2 separate regions of the Sus scrofa genome follow, and region 1 is linked to region 2. Evidence: chromatin contacts called from public HiChIP or PLAC-seq data. All regions are on one chromosome and are shown on one strand. The core of a region is the stretch at or near the end of the contact, and the rest is flanking DNA. Distances in the headings are between cores, read along the strand shown. Region 1 holds the start of NR1D2 (nuclear receptor subfamily 1 group D member 2). Region 2 holds the start of RPL15 (ribosomal protein L15).

What was found. HiChIP or PLAC-seq counts read pairs in DNA pulled down with a chosen protein or histone mark.
Region 1: an H3K27ac HiChIP or PLAC-seq map of alveolar macrophages shows a contact between it and region 2. The contact joins the promoter of NR1D2 here to the promoter of RPL15 in region 2. A contact is called at or near these places in 1 of 5 promoter capture datasets (liver), 12 of 47 Hi-C or Micro-C datasets (alveolar macrophages, blood, brain and 6 more) and 2 of 2 datasets of contacts at active chromatin or transcription factors (alveolar macrophages and skeletal muscle).

Annotation. Positions count from the first base shown.
Region 1 is chr13:10,755,008-10,759,225 of Sscrofa11.1, forward strand. It overlaps NR1D2 (nuclear receptor subfamily 1 group D member 2), which reads left to right and starts at 1,947. Exons shown (of 8, transcript XM_021071423.1): 1 at 1,947-2,253. The coding sequence starts at 2,238.
Region 2 is chr13:10,713,760-10,717,911 of Sscrofa11.1, forward strand. RPL15 (ribosomal protein L15) reads left to right here and starts at 2,614. Exons shown (of 4, transcript NM_001244065.1): 1 at 2,614-2,638; 2 at 3,208-3,389; 3 at 3,589-3,725. The coding sequence starts at 3,218. It overlaps NKIRAS1 (NF-kappa-B inhibitor-interacting Ras-like protein 1), which reads right to left and starts at 2,403. Exons shown (of 4, transcript XM_005669298.3): 1 at 2,244-2,403.

The DNA of each region.
Region 1 (4,218 bases), core at 697-3,196, 41 kb after region 2:
GGCTCTCTGTATCTGCAGCTCTCACATCCACAGATTCAGCCAACCTTGCATGGAAAATATTTAGAAAAAAAATTCCAGAAAGTTTTTAAAAGAACACTGGCAAGTATTTACCTAGCATTTACATTGTATTACATATTATGAGTAATCTAGAAATGATTTAAAGTATAAGGGAGGATGTTCGTAGGTTATATGCAAAAATTACACCATTTTATATAAGGAACTTGAGCATTCACGGATTTTGCAATTCGCAGAGGTCCTGGAACCGATGCCCCAAGGACACTGAGAGAACCATACCGTATGGCCTTTTCAGAGTAGAGTCCTCTTTATGACCCCTGCCTTCTACACTGTTCATATTCACCCCATTTTACCAGCGCAGAAGCAGATGGCGCTTGAGATATAAAATGAAAAAGCAAGCTACGAAGTGTAGCCTGGGGAATTCTTGCTTCAGCATCACAGAAGGTGATCAGGCCCTGATGTAGGGAAGCAATGAGGACCACATTGTGTAGAGAGCTGTGTAGATGGTGCTCGAAGGCCTAGGAGAGAAGCAGGGCCCAAAGTTTGTGCAGAGCTTTGCAGGGCAGCTTCAAGTACTGGATTTTAAAAAAAGCAATAGGAAGCGATTGGAGGGTTTTGAGTAATTAGATCTCATTAACATTTAAAAACATAACACTGGGTAGAAGTGATTGTAGGTGGTTCCAGGCACAGTTTCCCCTGTTAGGGATCTATTAGAGTAGCCCAGGCAAGAGAAGATGGTGGTTTGATCTACAGTAATGACAATGCTGATGGTGAAAAACTGAAAGATCAAAGATGTATTATGAAGGTAGAATAGCTCAGATCTGTTAATGGGTTGAACCAGGTATAAAAGCAGTGAGAGGGAGAAAGACAGGAAGAGAGAGAGAGAGAAGTGAAACTCAATTTGTTGGTTTTAGGAACTGGCAGATTTATCAAAAAGTAGATGTTGATGGGGTAGAGTGTGTATGTGTGTGTGATGGGGCAGTGGGTGATGGGGGGCGAAGGGATGCAGCACATGTAAAAATGTCTTATGAATTATATTTCCCTCAATATTTCATATTGAAAAATTTCAAAGAGCAACTTAGAATTTTACAGTGAATACCCACATAAAACATCTACAACTACTACATGATTTACATAGTAAGATTATTATGCTTCTAACCGTCCATCCTGGCCTCCATCCCTCAGACCATCTTGCTTTCATAATGCACTTAAATTTGCAGGCATCAGTGCACTGCCCTCTTCATACCTCGGCACACGTCATTGGTCTCCCCCCTTTTTTCCTTTTGATGTAAAATGTACACACAAGGTGAAACGCACAAATCTTCGGTGTGCATTTGCTGAGTTTTGACACAAGCATACGCCTGCCTACACCTTAAATTTGAGATGCCAAAAGGATATCAAGGTGGCATAATCAAACGGGCTGCTGAATGCAGGAATCTGGGGCTCAGAGGAGACGTTGGAAATGTACATTCGGCAATCATCAGAACACAAGCCTACTTGAGCTGTTGGACTGAATGAAGTCACCCGGGGGTGCAGAGGGAAGGGATGTGGGCTGTATCTGCAGAGCCTGGTCTTTAGAGGTGGGTAAGTCGGAGAGCCGACTTGAGGCGCGGTCAAGGGTTGGGGCCAGCCCTGGATCCTGCAAAGCACGCCTGCTTGGCGCCACCGGGCGGGCCTAGGTAAACGTCCGAGGAGACCTAAGGTGTCACTAGGCGGGGGTGGGGCAGGTTCGGGGAAGGAAGCCTGGGGGGCTCCCACGGAGGCGGGAAGGTCAGCAGCGAGAAAGGAAGGAGGGAGGAGGAGGGGCCCGAGGGTGAGGGAGAGCGGGCGGTGGCTTGGGGAGGAGGGGGAGGGGAGCCGGCGGCGGGAGGGGCGGAGTCGCCGCAGCGGCCGGCCGAGGGGCGGGCGGAGGGAGGGGGTGTGCGCGGGTCACATGGTCGCGGCTGCCCTCCCCATCAGCCGCCCTCGCCGCCGCGGTGCGCTGGCTGCAGGAAGCCGCCGCGCCGCCGCTTTGTTGTCAGGGACCCCGCGAAGAGGGCCGCTCGCCGCCGCCGCCGCCCTCTCTCCCCGCAGCCCGCTCTCCGGCCGCGGGGCCGGGTCCGGGCGTCCCGCCCGCCCTGCCCATGAGGGGGCCCCGGCCCCGGGCGGCGCGGTGCTGAGGCGGCGGCGGCGCTGCCCCTTCTGCGGGAAGCGGGCGGCCTCGGCCCCCTCCCGAGGGCACCATGGAGGTGAATGCGGGTAAGAGCCCACTGGGCGGGGTAGCGCGGCGGAGGGGCGCTGGATCCCGGCGGGCACTCGGAGGGCTGCGGCGGGGCTGCGGGCTGGCGGGGCGCGGGCTGGCGGGGAGGGCTGCTGTGCGCCGCGGGCTCGCCTCGGGCTCTGAGCTCGTCGCCCCGGGGCCGCCCTCTCGGCTCCCCGCACCGCCGCAGCGCGGCCCGCGGCGCCGGCCGGGCGCCCCCCTCACATGGCCTGGCCGCGCGAGCCACGTGCGCGCTGTGTTTACGTTCGGCGGCGCGCGGGCGCCGGTTGGCTGGGCGGGCTCATGACGCGGCATTACATAATGGGCGCTGGGGCGGCGGCGGCGGGCGGGGACACGTGAGGCCGCTCGGCTCGGTGACCCACATTCCCGGGGGCCGCAGGGACACGTGGGGGCGGGTGCGCGCGCGCCAGCCGGGAGCGCCGCAGCCCCGCGGAGGCCCCGCCTCTCCGGAACCCTCGGGCTGTGACGTGGCGCGGTTCCCTCCTCCCCCGCGGGGTTGCTCTTTGCGGAGGAGGCCGCGCGTGCGCGCCGCGGAGACCCGCGCTCGGCGGCCGGGAGCTGAGCCTACGCGGGAGCCGCGGCCTGGCTGCGGGCAGGGAGAGGAAGGCGCCCGGCGTGGGCGCTCTGGCGCTGAAGGCAGTGCGGCCGGACAACCTGGGGCTTCCCCGACGCATGACCCTCCGCGGGGCCTGGAGGTGCTTGGCTTCCCAGCGACGCCCGGCGGAGGGGCCGGGGAACGCCCAGGTTGTGGTGCTACTTCGTATTAAAAAAAAAAAAAAAAAAAGACTGTTTTAGTGATCTCTTCTGGGAAGCCTTCTACCTCACCACCTTCCTCTATGGGCGGGTCCACCCTTGGCTCAGCCTTCAGCTCTATTGGGCGTGACCGAGGTGACCCCAGTGACTCCCAGGCCTCCTGTAAGGCTGGTCGTTTTTCGCTTAATTTCTTTAAACCCTTGGGTTGCTGACCTTTTCTGATTCTGATAACAGAATTTGACTCTATCACGCCCTTTCTTGTTATCTTTCACCTTGTCTGATTCTGATTCTGATAACAGAATTTGACTCTATCACCCCTTTTCTTGTTACCTTTCCTGCCTTGACATCCCAGCACAATACCCGGCTACCTTCTGCCCTTTTGTTTGCCTCCCTCCCCCCCCAATCAAAGGATGGACCGTTACCTGAAGACAGTGAGGTTGCAGAAGCAGCCAGTGATTATGTTTTAAGTTACCCGTTCAAAAAACCATGGCTTGATAACAAAGTGTTGTGAAATTTCCACCAGCAGTAAAAAATAAAGTCATTCTCGTGTGTTTTAATTACCTATGGGCCTGTTTAACCTGTGAGTGTAGTTAAAAAAAGTTCAGTAACTATTATGGAATTAAACTTACTTGGTATGGATTTAGAAGTATAAAGTTCAGCCTCATCTAACCTACCATGGATGAATAAAGCCAGCTTTTGTGTTTGAATAAAGTGGGCTGGCTCAGTGGTTAGGTTTTTTTTTCTAGTTTGAACCTTCCTGGAACATTTTCACTGATCTTAATTTTGATTTTATTTTTATTTTTTTGTCTTTTCTAGGGCCGCACCCGTGGCATATGGAGGTTCCCAGGCTAGGGGTCTAACCAGAGCTGTAGCCACCCGCCCTAAGCCAGAGCCGCAGCAACATGGGATCCGAGCTGCATCTGCGACCTACACCACAGCTCACAGCAATGCGGGATCCTTAACTCACTGAGTGAGGCCAGGGATTGAACCCACAACCTCATGGTTCCTAGTGGGATTCGTTAACCACTGAGCCACGATCCCTGATTTTAAATTGGCTACAAATTATAAAATTTCCTTGGGATGATTGTTGACGACCCGATTTCCCCCCTCCCCCCTGGCCAGTTCACATCCCATCCCTTGGTCCTTGCTCTGCTGTATTTTCTGATCGTTATCCTTGTTGCCCTTTGGGA
Region 2 (4,152 bases), core at 1,364-3,863:
AATGCAGGAGGCCTCCAGAGGCTGCTAAAGGTAAGGAAGTGGATTCTCTCCCAGTGCCTCCCAGCCTAGTGAGATTCCTCACCCACAGAATAAGACAATAAAAATGCACTGTCTTGAGCCAGTAAATATTTTTTATTTCTTGTCTTTTTGCCTTTTCTAGGGCCGCTCCCTCGGCACATGGAGGTTCCCAGGCTAGGGGTCCAACCAGAGCTGTAGCTGCCGGCCTACATCACAGCCACAGCAATGCAGGATCCGAGCCGAGTCTGCAACCTACACCACAGATCACAGCAATGCCGGATCCTTAGGCCACTGAGGAGGAGGCCAGGGATCAAACCCGCAACCTCACGATTCCTAGTCGGATTCGTTAACCACTGCACACGACAGGAACTCCTTGAGCCAGGAAATATGCTGTGATTTCTTACAGCAGCAACTGGAAACTAATGCAACCTCCTAACCAGTCTCTCTGCTGTTCCCTTTTCCTTTCTTCCTTTTAGCCTCCAAGTTGCAATTCAAATGATCCTTTAAAATGTAGGCTACACAGAGTCACCCTTCTGCTCAAAATCTCCCAATGGTTTCCAACCTCGGAAAGTTTGAAAACCCAAAGTCCTCATAAGACCCTTCCCCTCTTGTGATGACCATTATACAACTACAGATGTGATAAATTCATTTGAGTAATTCAAACAAACAAACAAACATACCAAAAAAACCCTCCCCTCTTTGATGTCATCTGCCAGGTTCCCTTCTGGCTGATCCAGTCACATTGCCTCTTTGCTATCCCTGTAGAGGCATATTCCAGCCATGGCACTTTTCTGGCTAGCTGAAAGCTGTCCCCACATCGCCAAGGCTCTGGTCTTCCTCAAATGTTATTTCTCAAGACTTAACTGTAAGCAGTTCTTTTCAAGAAAAGGCCCTCAGCAGGAAGCCCCTTCCCTTGTCACTTGAGCAAAGCTGTATTCTAACTTTTAAACCAGGCTCCCCTGTGCTCTAATGACCAAGCCCCCATTCAAATCTTTTAATCACACAATACCTTATCTAACTTGTCTGTTCTTCTGAGGATAAAAGTGGAAATGAGGAATAAGTAATTAACAGATGACCAGTTCTTTTTCCAAGCTTCCCCATCAATAATCTTCCAAACAAACTGCGTGAACAAGACAGCATCTAAAGAAGGATCACCAGGAGTCCACAAGCTTGCACAGTGGGGGACAGGGTGACTCTGACCCCACAACACCACGATTAACCAAGGTTATTTCCCTTTAAAAGCTTCCCAGCCACGCAGAGGCCGTTTCTAAGGTTGAGTCCACTACTTCCCCAGATTACCTGTATTCTGATTCCCTTTCTACCAACATCTGAGTTTTGATTTTCTAAGCAGCAGCAGCGACCCGATTAATGTGACATTACCATGAACATTCCAACCAAAATTTACACCCAGCCTCTCTATCCTTTCCCACCCCCACCCCCCGTCCCTTAATGGTTGTCCTTAGCACTTAATACAGAACATATATTTATCTCACGTTTATCGCCCCTTTTTCAAGAAGCTAGAAATTCTGGACCGACCAAGGCTACCTTCCCTATAGCTGGGCCACAACCTGGTACATATAAGGCCCTGACGGACAACACTAAGGTTTGCTGAATGGATCAATGAACCACATGAGGGCTTTTACAATGGTAAGGTTGCGATTTAAAAAAAAAAAAAAAAAAAGGATATGAGGTTTAAAAAATCCACTAATTTAGAAGATAATAAATGATTCTCTAAGACCCTTACTACACTTAAAATTTGCAAGAGAACTAAACCATATGATTTATCAAAAACGAAAATATTCTGGAAAAGCACAAAAGCGAGTAAACTGTTCGTCAATAAAGAAACCAACAGAAAATGCTTCCATATTCTCGGCTTCCCCGCCTGCTCCCCACCGAAATACTCGCACCAGCCGACCAGATTTTGGCATATAAAATTTTGCTTTTCTAAAAAACCCTGGTTCTGACGTAGCAAATCTAGGACCAAATCTTTACGCAGGGGAGGCTCGGACCAAGAAAGACGCTGAGCCGCCTACGCACCCTTCCGCCCCCCAACCCTTCTGGGGGCAAAATTTCTGGGAGCTGGGCCCCAGCCGCAAAGCCCCGCACCACGAGCGCCCTGTTTAGCGGCGGGGGCAGCGCCACGCCAGGAAAGCGGCGCGCAGCAGCTCCACAGGGGAGGAGGCTGCAGCGAGCGCAGAGACCCCGCCGCACGCCCCCCGACAGACCTGCACGCCCCTCCGAGCCCGAGGAGAGCAGCGCACTGCACCGCTCCACGGCGGCTGCACAGCCCCACTGCAAGACTCGCCCCGAGAGCCCCGCCCCCAGCTGCCTTCTCCCCACGGCTGGAGGTCCAGACGCTGCGCCCGGCCGCGAAACTCCGCCTTCGCCTCGCCCCTGCCTCCCAATAGCGAATCTCGAGGAGCAGGGGGCGGGATCTAGGGGAGGTTGGGCCCAATCCCGGCCGAACTCCTCCCGCCAGCTCCTGACCAGAACTACATGTCCCATGAGGCTCTGAGGGGCCGCCGCTTCCCACCGGAACGAGGCTCGCCGAAGTGGGGGAGGAGCGCAAAAGGGATTGTGGGAGAAAGCGTCTTCCTTTCCGTCTGTCGGCAGCCATCAGGTAGGCTGTGTTGTGTTATTCCGTACTCCATCCGCCGCTGATCTCTCTTCTCCTCGGCCATCCAGGCTCGGGAACCCTGCGTACTCTGAGCTCCTTCTGCCTCTTGTGCGGGGCGGGTGCAAGCGAGATGCGGGGCAGCGCGGGCGTGGAGAGGAGGCCCCCAGAACGGGTTGGGGGATGCTGTGATGGCGGCGGGAATTCGAGTGGGCCCCAAACGAAAAGGAAAGGGAGGCACGGGGGTCGAGGGATGGGGACCCGGGCCTGGGGCGTCCTCAGGCGAAGCGGGCGGGGGGAGCACTACCACCACCACCCTCCCCTGAGGTCTCTGGGACGTTGTCTGCTTCGGTCCTCCTCCACCTTGGTTCCCGAGGCAGCCTCGCTAATTGGTCCCGCAGACGATTGCGGAGCGCCGCCTTTTCTGGGCGCATAGGTGCCCTGCAGTGGGTGCAGAGCCAAGTCACCAGCGGTGCCTCTTCGTGGTCGGTGGGGAACGAAGATGGACGGGCGGCCGGGGTATCCTCATTCCACTTGAAAAGGATGGTGCATTTAACACCCGGTTCATTTTGAAGGTAAGCCAAGATGGGCGCGTACAAGTACATCCAGGAGCTATGGAGGAAGAAGCAGTCCGACGTCATGCGCTTTCTCCTCCGGGTGCGCTGCTGGCAGTACCGCCAGCTCTCCGCTCTCCACAGGGCCCCCCGCCCCACCCGGCCCGATAAGGCGCGCAGGCTGGGATACAAGGCCAAGCAAGGTGAGTGTTCTCCCCTGGAGGCTTAGATATAGTTAATTGTCCGGGTCCTCAAGAAGGAGCCTTTCTCACATAGGGCTTTGGCAGAATCCGACCAATGGTCTGAAATACATTTGATGTAAGAACATTAGTGACAAGTCATTGAGTCTAATGCTCACACTTCCGGATTCTCTTTTTTTTCTTTCTATAAAAAAATAAATAGGTTATGTCATATATCGGATTCGTGTGCGCCGCGGTGGCCGCAAACGCCCAGTTCCTAAGGGTGCCACCTACGGCAAGCCTGTCCACCATGGTGTCAACCAGCTAAAGTTTGCTCGAAGCCTTCAGTCTGTTGCCGAGGTAAGTGGTTTTTGAGAAGCACTTGTATTGGTCTGGAGATGGTGGAGGAGAACTTGAGCAACTTTTCTGATCGTTTGTACCTAAGTGAGCCCTATTGTGTTTAAGATGGGGTTGATGTTTTTAGTTTATAAGTCTGAACAGTTGATACTATTTTTCAGCTTTCATTAGGAACCTGTGCCCTTAAAGGGGTGTGTTTTGAGTTAATGTGAACCCTTGGAACCTAAGCTTTCAAGTGGCAGTAAACACTGTCTTGAAGACCACATTTCCCCAGGTGTCAAAAAAGTTATGTTTGTTCATGTCACTAATTTCCTGTGGTCAGTAGTAAGTTGTCTGTCTTAGCAAGTAAGTTAAATTGTGCTTTGTAGTAGAGGTTGGCAGACAAGGGCCTGGTGCCCTCCATGAGCTAAAAGTGTATTTAAGGATATTT